Regions from separate parts of the Mus musculus genome. Here region 2 is linked to region 1. A link is a contact called in public Hi-C data. All regions are on one chromosome and are shown on one strand. The core of a region is the stretch at or near the end of the contact, and the rest is flanking DNA. Distances in the headings are between cores, read along the strand shown. Region 1 overlaps Nfatc2 (nuclear factor of activated T cells, cytoplasmic, calcineurin dependent 2). Region 2 has its middle 12 kb from the start of Mir7004.

Region 1 (3,153 bases), core at 470-2,969:
AGAGAGCATGCTCAGTCTGATGGCTCTAACGCCCCAGTGGGCCAGGTAGAGAGCCTGCTCCCTGGACACTCAGATGTCTGCTTATCGACTTGAAGCCTGGGAATAAACACCAGGAAGTTCAGCTTCTCTGTCAAGTCAAGCCCTGGGCTGAGTTCACCTCTCAGCTGGGTTTGAACCCCCTCCTGTCAATCAAGTGACCACACAGGAGCTTCTGCAGCAAGCATAGCATACGGCTGCTGAACAGAGAGCATCGTGTTAGCTCCTCCTGCCTCCCACCGGCTCGCCGTGGCCCACCCCAGACTCTTCAAGAAGACGGACTGTGAAGCAAGGACTGCCATATCTTCACTGCTTTGACATTGGGGTCCGTTGTAAGGTGCAGGGTGCCGTGAGCCAGAGTTCAGGAAACAGCCATCCAAACCCACAGCGTGGCTGCGACCACAAACAAGATGAAGACATAGCTAACTGGGAAGCCATGATTCTTGCTGGGGTGGAAAGGCTTAGTCAAGGACTGTGTCTCGACTTCTGAGATTGCATGAGCGCATGGGGTGGAATTGAGGCCGGAGGAGTAGCAGGTGGGAACAGAGGCAGGAAAAAAGCCCCTCCCTCTCCCTAAGCCCCTGACCTCACATCACAGATCACACAGGGTCCTACCTCTGTGAATGAGAGCCCCAACTCCTGAACCAGCTTCAAGAGAGCTTACTATCATATGCCAAGTGACTGAGTAGTTTCTGACCCTCCCATAAGTTCACCTTCTAGATACTTCTATGTCCTGCTACAAGTGCCACCATTGGCTCATAGCTGAGTTCCCTACACACACACACACACACACACACACACACACACACACACACACACACACACACACACACGGTAGTCTTAGTTACTACTTCCAATGTCAAGGTAAACCCACTTCCTCTGCACAGACCCCTGCGCTATGCTATGCTTCCCACCACCACATCTGTTCTGTATTCTGGGCATTTAAAGTCTTCCCTTTACCACAGGCTACTCCAGGCACTGGCGCCTCCCTCCTACATTCCAGATCCTTTTTACCTGCCTGGAAAGAAGCCCCACAGGATTTCACACAAGGCCTAGACCCTATCTTAACTCTTCTCTAGTGACAGCCATCGGCCCAGTCCTGGTACTTCTGCCTCAGAGGCTGTGTGTGTCTTTGACTCAGACACAGCCTTCACCCTGGTTCATCCTCTCAGTCCAACTCTCCTCCTGAGAACTTACTACAAACTCACTCTGACCCTCAGATCTGTATTGTGAGCTGTTAACCCTTGTTTGGTGGCATTTAAAGATGGGGTCCCTGTCCACACGACTCTGATCTTAGGCATTTAGCCCCAGAACTCTGAGGGGAGAGATGCTTATGAGATCTCGTCACACAACCTGAGTGACTGCTGCCATCTCAAGAGGCTCGTTTTACCAAAGTAATTCCTCCACGATGTCCCGAGCCACACTCACTGGCAGGCTTCAAGGTTAAGGGACTGCCTGCCCAGGACCACAGGGCTAGCCTGTGGCAGACTTTATCCAGCCTACCCAGGACCACAGGGCTAGCCTATAGCAGGTTTTACCCAAAGAGCAGATGCTGCCGTCAGCTCTGCCTTGCTTCTTTGCATCCTTACCCATCTTTCTCAGCCCCTGGCATCCTCACCGGCCTCCAGCTTTCTCCAGCTAGCGGCCTTACTCAGCAGCTATCCATCCGACTCAGGGAGGGCAGATGTCAACTGCTCAGTACGGGGCCACATACAGAGGGAAGAGACTCAGGACAAGCATCATAGGAAGACCCTGTTCATAGCCAGTCTGCTGGGCTCCAAATCTGCCACGTCCTTTCATGGGACTGTTCTCTGGGCCACCTCTGTAAAGGTAACAACAGGCATTCCTAACTTCCAGCTTTGGAGGGCATTGGTGATGGCTAAGACACAGCCAAGATGATGTCACAGGCATTGAGGCAAAAAAAGCCTGTTTTCACAGCTTCAAGCCTCAGTGTCCTTATCTGTAATATGGGAACCACTACAGAAGACGGCTGACTTTTGGCCTACATCCATCCTACATCCACATGGCCCTCTTCCTGCTTCTAAGGACCTTCCCCTTGGGAGTAACTGTATCTTCAGAGTGGGAGGATCCAAAGTACAAATCACATCCTGTCCCCACAGGTCTTCCCTGCTCTCACAGAGTACCAGCTGCCTCAGGCTGACCACGTGCGGACTAGAATTCTGAGTCACCCAGAGCCGCAAAACACAGGCCTCGGGAAGCTAGCCCCAGCAGCAGCCAGCACCCAGACAACTTACTTGCAAGGCCTCGGGGCTTCTGAGAAAAATGCCTCATTCCAAACTGTCCCCGATTCTCAGGATGAGTAAACGTAGCAGCTCTGGGCCTCTGATTTCAAGTAAGAGGCAGAGATGCCAGGCAGCCAGGCAAGGGCTGCTGGGTGGGGGTGGGCAGAGCAGTTTGCACCAAGCCCCAAGGTGGTGAAGGAACCGCCTACCCTCTGCAACACCCCAGAGAGAGAGAGAGAGAGAGAGAGAGAGAGAGAGAGAGAGAGAGAGAGAGAGATAGGTTCAGATTGTAAGATGCAAGCTACACAGGACAGTGTTGTGGGGCCTGATCCCAGCATCCTCATCTCTGACCCATGCCAACCTGACACCTCCACTGGGCAATGTTTTCAACTAGCTAGAACTCTGTCAAGGGGCCTGAGTAGGAGGAGGAGCAGGGCTGTGTCTAAGGGATGCATAGGAGATGCCACCCTGGAGATGAGTAGCTGACCAGTCTGGATACCTTTGGCGTATCTAGAGAACCATGGCATACAGGCCTCATCCTTGGATACTTGTCATCCTACCTTGTGCCATCTGAAACATATTAGCAGGAACCGGTATGCACAGACACCTGGCTTTGGATGTCTCAGAGCAAGACCCGGGGCACATGGCTAGCAACACAGCCTTCCTAAAGAGTTCATGATCTCAGGTTGACCTAATACTCCCTGTAGTTCTGGAGCCCCAAGAGCTGCCTTGCTGGAGGGACACAGAAGACACAAGATAGTCAGCTGGTTCCAGAACCCACAAGTGGTCTAACAAGTCGCCACAGATCCCATGATGCTCCATGTCTCACAGCCCATAAATAGTCCCTGTCAGCTGACACTAGTGTAGAATGGCT
Region 2 (3,153 bases), core at 300-2,799, 140 kb after region 1:
GTCCAGGTAGCTGATTTCCAGCCTCTCTCTGCCCCTCATCACCTCCCATCCATTACAGTTCCCCTAGATCTGTCTTCTTTATCAACCTCATCTCCACCAGGTACTGGAATTGTATCTGTTGGTGGACTGCATGCCACACACACACACACACACACACACACACACACACACACACACACAGAGAGAGAGAGAGAGAGAGAGAGAGAGAGAAGAGAGAGAGAAATGGTGTCATTCCTCCAAGAACAGGATTAGTGTTTCCTCACACACAGTAGGTACTCTGTCTCCACAGGGTAGAAAAAAATAGTACCCAAACTTCAGCATAATCTATCCACCCTCCGCCCCTCCTCCACTTTCTTTATGCTGGACTTCCCAGTCTTTCTCAAAGGAAAGACCCCCCAGGTTGATGGCCCAACAGAGACAATCTAATCTCTCTCTCTTCATTCTCCTCTGAACTCAGAACGTCAAGTTCTCCATATGGACAGACAGAGCCCATAGCCACACGCAAAGAAAGGGACCTGGCTTGTGCCCAAGCCCAGGTCGTGGGTGACTTCATGGTGACTCAGTTACCCTGGCTTCTAGGGGAGTCTGTTTCAGACTCAAACCTCACCGTGTAAGAGAGGGTGGAGCTCTGCCCTGGCATCCAGGCCAGCAGGCAACAGTCGGTAAAGATGTATGGAACAGGTCACTCATAAAAGAGGGGGGCAGGGCGGGGAGAAACCCCAGCGCTGGGCTTTGGAGGAAACCCGATCTGGTACTTCGTGATCCTCCAAAAATTCACCAGCCCCCCAAAGTGCTGAAGCTGCCCCTCCAACCGCAGCCACATGGGGATGAAACCAAATCCCATGGAAAGATTTGGAAAAAAAAAAATTATGCAATGTTTGGGTGAAAAAAAAAAAAAAGGCGGGGAAGTAAGAGGAGGTATCAGGGAAGGGGGGAAAAATAACCAACTCAACTTTTTCCCAGAGCCCAACAGGGTTATTTCTGTCTTTTAATGATAGATTCCCCATGGCTTCTAGGGTAGTTTGGAGAGGCACGAAGGCGGGGCCCGCTAGGTTATGTAACCCATTTAAAGTCGGAAATTAGCAAGGCCTGAATGAATCCTGTTACTGTATTCCGACTTCTGGAAAGCCTGGAGCCCGACAGTTCTATTTTGAGGTGAACCAATCCATCACTCCCAGGTCACCTCACAAACACCACCAGGCCGCCTGTCACCCTGCAAAGTTTCATAACAAAAACAGCTGAAGTGCTCAGGGTATCGGAACATTGTGTCTCTAAACCAAATCACCCCAACAGGGAGTTGGCATGGCTGCCAGATGCCGGTGGCTCAAAAATGCAAATAGTTAATACCAAATTAATATTCATCGCCCGTACCCTCCCCTCTGCTTCCCGGCCATGGATTTTTTTAAAACATTATTAAGCACAGCAAAATAGTCTATATATCAACACGAAAAGAAATGTCTGTCTTTAACACTGCCTTGGGCCACGAAATAAACTCTGGAGGCCTGAAGGAAACTTGGGCAGCTCTAAGCAGGGCACCCATGACTTTCAGTCCTCGTGTGCCCCCTGGTGGCTGAGATGTGCAGGGGCGGCCAGGACAATATATCTCCTGGCAAGGGGGCCCTGAACTTCCCACCTGAGGTGCATGGGACCACTTTGCCCAGGGCATTGCTGCTGGTGCCAACAGCTAAGTCACCATTTTTTATCTGACACACGATGAAGAAAGTCCTTCCTGGGACCACACTGCTGACTAGACTGGCCAGCTGGATATTAGAACGTGCTTCCACACACAGGCCATTTTACAGGGTTATACAGGTGGCAAACGGGCATGGGCTCATTAGGCTGTGCAAGTTCTTTGTCATTGGTGGTCACATCTTAGTATGGGGTTCCCTGTGCACCCAGACCTCTGCCCACTGGGAGCCAGAAACTACTGAGTCACTGGAAGATAGCTTCTGACAATGTCACACATCTCCCAGGGACACAGTCTCCTCTGACTTAAGGCTCGATACGCTAAGGAGATACCAAATTCTTTGTTTTTAAACCTCCCGTGTACAAAGACAGAAGTGTGTTCCTGATGCTTCCATCCTCTGACTGAAAACAAAGAGAAACAGAAAACCTTTCGTGTCGCCTGTTCAAACGTGACGCTTCGGGCTTTTTTTTCATTTTTATCCATCAGGTTTGAAATCTGACATGTCACACAGTGAATCATGGTGTAGGGTAAGAATGGATGTGCACGGAGCATGGTGGCACATGCCTTTGATCCTAGCACCAGGGAGGCAGAAGAGGATGGGTTTCTGTGAGTTCAAGGCCAGCCAGGGCTATAAAGAGAAACCCTGTCCTAAATAAGCAAATAAATAAATAAAGCAAGGAAGCATTTGAGCATGTGCAGGTGCGTGTGTATGTGTGCACCTGTGTGTGCACCTGTGTGCACACCTGTGGGTGCAGGCCAGGAGCTCATGTCGACGGCCTCCCTCCCTGTTTTCACTTTATTTTTGAGACAAGGTCTCTCACTGAACCTGGAGCTGATTCAGACTGGATGGCCAGTGAGTCCCAGTGATCTCTCTCTCTCTCTCTCTCTCTCTCTCTCTCTCTCTCTCTCTCTCTGTGTGTGTGTGTGTGTGTGTGTGTGTGTGTCTCCCCCTCCCTCCCTCCCCGCCCCCACCCCATCCCCAGCTCGGCTATGGATCTATGGATGTGTACAACTATCTGGCTTTTACGTGGGCTCCTGGGATCTGAACTCAGGTCCTCAAACTTTCACAGCAGCTGTGTCCCTAGCACCCCAAACAACCTTTAACTGGGAAGTTATTCATGCTTGTTTTGCCCTGAGAGAGGCACACAACAGAAGCATGGTCGGACCTCCCTTGTGTTTCACCACCCATCATACATTAAAGGGACCCCCAAAGGCAGAGAGAACACAGCTTTATTGGCCAGCAGTAACAGACCACGCTGGTAAACAAAGAGAGGGATCGCCCAGAAACTAAGCCAATCACAGGTGTCACCACAGAACCAAGAATTCGAAGCATCTGGACATTCCTGCTAAATAAATGAAAACGTGCTGTGCCCACGTGTCTCTACTCTGATCAGAAAGTCATGTCCCGGTGAGCACCTAGCTCACCCACACACACGGCAGCCCACCAAGGAAGGAATGAGGTTCCC

Evidence for each region. Hi-C and Micro-C count contacts between places; a contact is called where the count stands out from the background.
Region 2: a contact with region 1 is called in a Hi-C map of embryonic fibroblasts, with 2.2 times the contacts expected there. The contact joins two enhancer-like sites. A contact is called at or near these places in 1 of 39 promoter capture datasets (embryonic stem cells), 17 of 484 Hi-C or Micro-C datasets (the C3H10T1/2 cell line, DN3 thymocytes, the F1.1 cell line and 10 more) and 7 of 115 datasets of contacts at active chromatin or transcription factors (CD8 T cells, double positive thymocytes, embryonic fibroblasts and 3 more).

Annotation. Positions count from the first base shown.
Region 1 is chr2:168,489,757-168,492,909 of GRCm38.p6, forward strand. All of the region lies in intron 9 of Nfatc2 (nuclear factor of activated T cells, cytoplasmic, calcineurin dependent 2), which reads right to left. Among named protein-coding and RNA genes, the nearest start is that of Gm33413, 52 kb to the left of the region's middle. Within about 2 kb of position 1,720, at least 68 of the 459 cell types and tissues checked have an H3K27ac peak or open chromatin away from gene starts, as enhancers often do. A contact at or near this core is called in CD8 T cells, embryonic fibroblasts and muscle stem cells, where this site is marked.
Region 2 is chr2:168,627,437-168,630,589 of GRCm38.p6, forward strand. No RefSeq gene overlaps it. Among named protein-coding and RNA genes, the nearest start is that of Mir7004, 12 kb to the right of the region's middle. Within about 2 kb of position 1,550, at least 43 of the 459 cell types and tissues checked have an H3K27ac peak or open chromatin away from gene starts, as enhancers often do. A contact at or near this core is called in CD8 T cells, embryonic fibroblasts and muscle stem cells, where this site is marked.